2 separate regions of the Rattus norvegicus genome follow, and region 2 is linked to region 1. The links are chromatin contacts, called in public Hi-C maps. All regions are on one chromosome and are shown on one strand. The core of a region is the stretch at or near the end of the contact, and the rest is flanking DNA. Distances in the headings are between cores, read along the strand shown.

The links. A called contact is a pair of places that touch in the nucleus more often than the background predicts.
Region 2: a Hi-C map of Schwann cells shows a contact between it and region 1, with 8 times the contacts expected there. The contact joins the promoter of Cbx3 here to the enhancer-like site in region 1. A contact is called at or near these places in 1 of 12 Hi-C or Micro-C datasets (Schwann cells) and 1 of 1 datasets of contacts at active chromatin or transcription factors (oligodendrocytes).

Annotation. Positions count from the first base shown.
Region 1 is chr4:81,604,762-81,607,975 of GRCr8, reverse strand. No RefSeq gene overlaps it. Among named protein-coding and RNA genes, the nearest start is that of Mir148a, 58 kb to the left of the region's middle. Within about 2 kb of position 1,280, at least 6 of the 93 cell types and tissues checked have an H3K27ac peak or open chromatin away from gene starts, as enhancers often do.
Region 2 is chr4:81,874,768-81,877,993 of GRCr8, reverse strand. It overlaps Cbx3 (chromobox 3), which reads right to left and starts at 1,315. Exons shown (of 6, transcript NM_001008313.2): 1 at 1,276-1,315; 2 at 84-136. The coding sequence starts at 107. It overlaps Hnrnpa2b1 (heterogeneous nuclear ribonucleoprotein A2/B1), which reads left to right and starts at 2,108. Exons shown (of 12, transcript NM_001104613.2): 1 at 2,108-2,318. The coding sequence starts at 2,313.

The DNA of each region.
Region 1 (3,214 bases), core at 31-2,530:
AGGCTATATGGGGGAAGCACGGCAGAATAAATGTGATGTTTCCTAAATGGTTTCTCCCCTAGTAAACAACACACAACGTACACACACACACACACACACACACACACACACACACACACACACGTCATGTTCGACACAAAGCAACATAAAGAGGAAGACAAACTGTCTCTAAGCACATTGTCTTTTCAAACAACCTTGCAAGCCTTCTTGGTTAAACTTTGTAATAATGGGATATCGAAAACAATAAACAAAATAATGTCTGGTGCTCAGAAGGTTAACAATTCTTATTTTGTCTTGGTTCGTTTTTATTTGTTGGTTTTTCTTCAAGAAATGGTTGTCCAATTTGAGGAGGAAAAAAATGGCGCCTGAAATTGCAAAACGTGGTCCTGTAGTGCCCCCTGGTGTCTGTTTTATGGAATTGTTAAGGCCTGAATTGTGAATTGTGTTCCGCCCTAGTCATTAGCATAATCTTGACTTATTTATGAGCCTGAGCTAGGTTCATTTAGAGGGGAAAGTCCTTACTTGCTGCATCAACCTCCCTCCCTTCCTCCCTCCCTCTCTCTCTTCCTCCCTCCCCCTTTTCAACTGGCACACTACCACAATGTGAAAGTAATTGTACATCAACGCTAGCATAAGATTTAAACTGAAAGCAGTATTACATTAGAAAGAAGCCTTTTCACCTCAAAAAAATATTAATGGCTTTAAAAAATTATTTTTTACAAGGCAGATTATTAAGCAGTTTCTTTTGTCCATAAAGATATTCTTTATAAATCGGTCTAACAGAAGACAGTTTTAATTTTAATTTTAGAGATTTATTGTCACATGTAATAATTAAGCCATTCTTATTTTTTTTTTGGCTGAGACCCATTCATTTAAATAAAAGATATACAGAGCCAGTCTATTTTGTGAGAATAAATAGATCAGATAAATACACAATAATCCTAACGGCAGTACTCTGATTGCTAAACACTGTCACTAAAATTGCTCTTAAAATTATTTAAGAGGGGGGAAGTAATTCCTCCTTCCACACCCTTCTATGATGATGACAGTCAATTTAGTGCAATTGACAGGTTTTATTTTTAAAGGGCCGAACGTTATCCATGCCCTTCGGGAGCTCCGGACCTCTGACGAACTCACATTGGCAGGACTCACTCTACGGAGCAAATGTAATATAAGAGGAAGCACCCAGGCTGCGAGGAAGGAGGGGAGACTTCCCCAGCAGCCATGACTTTGGAGGGCTGCGGCGGCAGAGGAGGCAAGGGGGGCGGAGGACATTATAGCGGTAGAGTGGTACAGAGCAAAGAGCCGGCACAGCACGGGAGTGTGGGCAAGCAGGGGCAAGCCTCTAGAGGGTCCTACAAAGAGCCCAGGAGTGTTCCAAGGAGTTAGGGGGGAGAGAGGCATGAGCAGCAGCCTATGCCCTACCCCGCTCTCCCACCACCCCCAACTCCCCGTCCCCCCCACCCCCACCCCGGGTACCAGCTGGAGCTGACACCAGATTATCAGTGAGATGAGTCTCAAATTCCCTCTCCTGGCTTTCCAGGAACAGGGAGATAAAGAGCTTGTGTATCAGGGAAGAGGACAGAGCGTTGGACACTGTCCTGTCCTCAGACAAAGCTCTGTTTGGACGATGCTAACCTCAGGCATGCTTTCTGACTTCTCTGAGCCTCAGTCCTTTCTCCTGTAAGACGGACACGACAATCTCTTCTTTATGAGACTGGGGAAGGCTTGGAGGGTGTGCATGACAAAGGAGCTGAGGCAGTTACTTCCCATAAGCGGGGAGTCCTTGTAAGGGATTTCATTATAAAAAATACCTTGCTTGGCTCTGTGTTCTTATGTGACTACAGCATGGGCTTCTAGGCTGGAAGCGTCCTGTAAGGCAGGGCTCACAGGTGGGTGCAGGGAAATGGTCATTGTGAAGGGAAGGTCAGAGAACGGTCTGGCGTGTGTCTGCCACACCTAGGTTCAGTGAAGGAAGCTAAAAGCCGGAGGAATCTTTCCCATAGCTCCGTGTGTCCAGCCTGATCCCCGTTTAGGGAAGCCCATTTGAATAGTGGTAGATGGGCAAAGACATGGCTGAAAGACAGGCTGTGAGGTTGGAAAGCCCCGGATTGGAACTCGTTTCTCTGACTCCGTGTCTGTTCGCTCAGGGGGAAAACAGTGGGGCAGTGACTTCTCTGTGAGTCACAAGACAGACCCTCCACAGAGCTTTCCCCCTGCTCTCTGTGGGAGTTATTATTGATTATTGCATTTAAGATTTAAGAAGAACCTTCCAGAAGTAAGGATGTGACTCAGTAGAATGCTTGCCTAGAGCGCACAGATTCCCCGAATTTGATCTCTAGCAGATAATTTGGGCATGGTGACACATGCCTGGAATCCCAGCACTCAGGAGCCAGAGGCCGAAGGATCAGAAATTCAAAGCCAGCCCTTGCTACATGGTGAATTTGAGGTCAGTCTGAGTTACACAACGCTCTGTCTCCAAACCAAAAGCAGAGCTGGAAGGGTGGCTCAGTGGTTAAAGGCACTGGTTGCTCTTCCATGGAGTGTGGGTTTGATTCCCAGCACACACACACACACACACACACACGGCAGCTCATCACTATCTGTAATCCCAGTTCCAGAGGATCCTTTGCCCTCCTCTGGCCTCTGTGTGATCTGATGCCCTCTTCTGGCCGCCATGGGCATTGCATGCACTTGACACATGCAGGCAAAATACACATAAAATTAAAATGAATAAATTATTTTAAATTAAAAGCAAGCCCCCAGTAACATTTCCCTCATTAAAACCACACAATGCTTTTCTGTGCACAGCAGAAGCTGTAGGTAGCTGTAATTATGATGTACATGTGTTTTCATAAAATGAAGACTGAAACTCTCCTCACATGCAGTACGAAAAGATTTACTTTTATACAAATATGAAAACAAAAGACCAGTGATCAGCCATCCATAAACCCAACACCACACACACACACACACCACACACACGCACACCACACACAAACCACACACCACACATACACCACACACACCACACACCAATACACCACACACACACCACATACACACACACACCACACACACATACACCACACACACACACCACACACACCCATACACACACACACCACACACACCCATACACACACACACCACACACACACCACACACCAACACACCACACACACACCACATACACACACACACACACATACAC
Region 2 (3,226 bases), core at 66-2,565, 270 kb before region 1:
CATGTTTTCTTAGCTTTTAATTTTTATACAAAAAAAACCCCCTTCAGTTAAGAGTATTATGTTTTAGGTTTTCACAAACTTACCAATGTAGTTTTATTGGAGGCCATTTTTAAAATTTAATCGGAGACTTGAAGAGCTATTGCAAGAAAAAAAAATGTAGGACGGTTAAATTTTCATGACACACAAAAGGCAACTACAAGTTTTGTGTGGCTTTCAACTTGTGAATCTCGGGTAAAAATGCAAGGAAACAGTTCTGAGTTCCTGTGTTATCAGTATGTAACTAATAACTTCAGTATGTCAGTGCTTTAGAGGTTAGTAAAAATAATCTTACTAGGAACACTGGTACCTCAGACTTTAGTTGGTGAGAATTACTTTTTCAGTTCAAATAGAATTTTTACAATTTCAATTTTTATTTTGAATGAAAGGCAATCTTCTGTTTCCAAAACAGTTACTATTATTATTTACCTTTTGTCGGTTAATAACCATACAACTTTTTTTTCTTTAGATTTCTAAATACTCCAAGGAGCTCATATAATTCCATCCTTATTTTTTCAGAAGCCCTCCCTCTTCAATCACGATGTAAAAGGAACACATTAAGATGTCTCAGTCCTATTTCCTAGCCTTTTTCTTTCTCCGGGTGTGTGTGTGGGGGGGCGGCGACGGTAATCACTATCTCTAGTCCAGATTGGCAATCCTCCTGCCTCAAGTACTGTTCTGATAAGAACCGAAGAAATCGACCTCCTTCACGCCCGTTCTCCTTCGAGGAGGGCCCCTTCCGAGCTCCATTCCCGCGTCGAGAGACCAAGCTGGGTAGCCCGTCCCCCATTCGAGAGAGCGGGCCTCGTGGTCAGCGCCTCCGCGGGGAGAAACAAAGGCGGCGGCGGCGGGGGCTCAAGGGCACTGCGCCACGGGCCCGCGCCTCCCCCATCCGGCGGCGGCGGCCACGTAGCCGGGAGCGCGCCGAAGCCCGGGGCCTCAGGCCTCGCAGCTGCAGAGCCTGCACTGCTCTCCCTGTGGGCCCGCGGCGAGGCTGGGGGAGGGGAGGGCCGCGCTTTGTCTGGAGTCAAGGCAGCTGTCATCCGGCTCCCACCCTCGTGCACGATTGTACCATCTCCCCATTCACCAGAGCGGCGCCTCAGCAAGGCCCGAGCCAGCCTCCCCCCTGCCCGCGGCCCACGGCGGAGCTTGGGGCCCGCAGGCTCCCCGCAAGCTCGGGCGCACAGAGCATCCTAACCCCCACCACGCGCAAGATAGAAAGCAAGCCTCGGACTTCACCGCTCAGATGCTCAGGGCCGCGGATCCTGCAGAGTCTCCCGCCTGCGCGCTTCAGCTCAGCCACATCCGAGGGGAGGGGGCGCGGGCAGCTCCGCTGGGGGGGAGGGGGAGGCACCGCCCACGCCCTGGCCGCGCGGGGCCCGCCGGGAACGCGTCCTGCGGGGGGCGGCGCGCGCGCCGCTCACCGTTCGCTGCGTGGCGCCCGGGGGTCTCCCGAGGGTGGGGGAAGGCAGGCAGGACGGCGGAGGCTTCTCAGTCTCAAAGCGCGCCAAAGCAGGGCTCCGCCCACCTCACCCGGAGCTCGAGGGCCGGGGAGCTCAACAGCCGGGTTCTTTAAGCACCACCTCTTACTGGGCGCGGGCTCCCAAGGCTTTTGGCATTGGGGATTGTACTTGGACTACAAGTCCTTCTGGGAGGGACCGAGTGAGGAGCCCCCTTGGGACAGGTAGAACTATTTGTGTGGCTCGAAAACCCGGAGACAGGATTGGCAAAGGCGTAGCTGCAGAGGGGGCGCTTTGGTGGAGAGGGCCGCACGCCAGAGCTCCAGCCTAAGCCCCTCCCGACGGCGTTAATTTCAAACTGCGCGACCGTTTCTCGGCTCCCTACGCGGAGGTGGGGGCCGGACCTAGTTCCGGACGTAGTAACACGCTGAGCACGAGCCTTCCGCAATTCACTGAAGCCAGTTGCGCAAGTCATGTAAACCAGTCCCGCTATACCTAAAGGGGGAGGAGCACGTACTTGGCGTAAGGAGAGTGTAGGCCCTTCCCGCCATTGGCGGCGGTTAGGACGTTTGCGTAACGGCCTGACGTAAGCGGAGACGCGTTAGTGGGGGAAGGTTCTAGAAAAGCGGCGGTCTCGGCTCCAGCGGCAGTAGCAGCGGCGCCGGTCCCGTGTGCAGGTGCTCCGTGCGGCGCAGTTTCTTGGCCATCGGCTGCTCTCACCACAGCGTCAGGACGAGTCCCGTGCGTGTCCGTCCGCGGAGGTCTTTCTCTTCTCGCTCGGCTGCGGGAAATCGAGCTGAAGCGACTGAGTCCGCGATGGAGGTAACGGGTTTGAAATCAATGAGTTATTAGAAAGGGCATGGTGAGGCCGGAGGCACCGCAATGGAAACCGGACACCCGCCTCCGTGGTCCGGCAGAGGGAATACGGCCACTCGAGTGGCCGTTGGCCTTGGCGAGTTTCTGAGGCGTCGTTGTCGGAGGCCCGATTGTCCGAGCGCCTTCCCCGCCCTCAGCCGCCGGGCGCCATTTCCCTTTGCTGGGGTGGGGGATGGGACGTGGCCGCCGCGACGCGGCTGGACCGCTAAAGGAGCGCAGGAGAGGGCCATCGCTTTCTCTTCTCGATGTGCGCGGCCTAAGGATCCGGTTATGTTCGTGGCGGAACGTTTCGGGGGCCCCCTGGTCCCCGGAGTGATTCTGCGAAGCTTCCCCTCCCCCCTCCCGGGAACCGGATTTGGCGTCCGCCATTTTCCCATCTCCTTCCTCGCTGCGATTTTGCTTTCAACACTTTGGGTTACTAGTTTGCTTTTCTCTTTTTCGTCTGCGTAGACATGCCTAGGGATTTTTCCATCGTTTTGTGATGATTTCATAGCGTTTCGAGGTGGATTTAAGTGTTTTGGGCTTGGATCTTAAAGAGTCCTGCGCACATCGCTAAAGGCTGCCTTCCCCTCGATGAAATGGCGCCATTGCGTTCTGAAGCCACATAGAAGAGCGGGGTGGGGGTGGCGGCGGCGCTGGAACAGGCCAAAGATAACGTAGTACAACCAAACCCTGGGCGGGTAGTTAGTTGAAGGCTGCCTTGCTGCAAAGGAACGTTTTATTTTTTTCCTAGTTAGTGTAAGATTGCGAGTGGCGGGGTGAGCCGCTTGAACAGTAGTAGGAAAATCAAAGTGGAAAATCGGAGCGCTCATCTTAGACCCTAGGGAGTTTACGCTATCTTGAGCGGAGGGTGA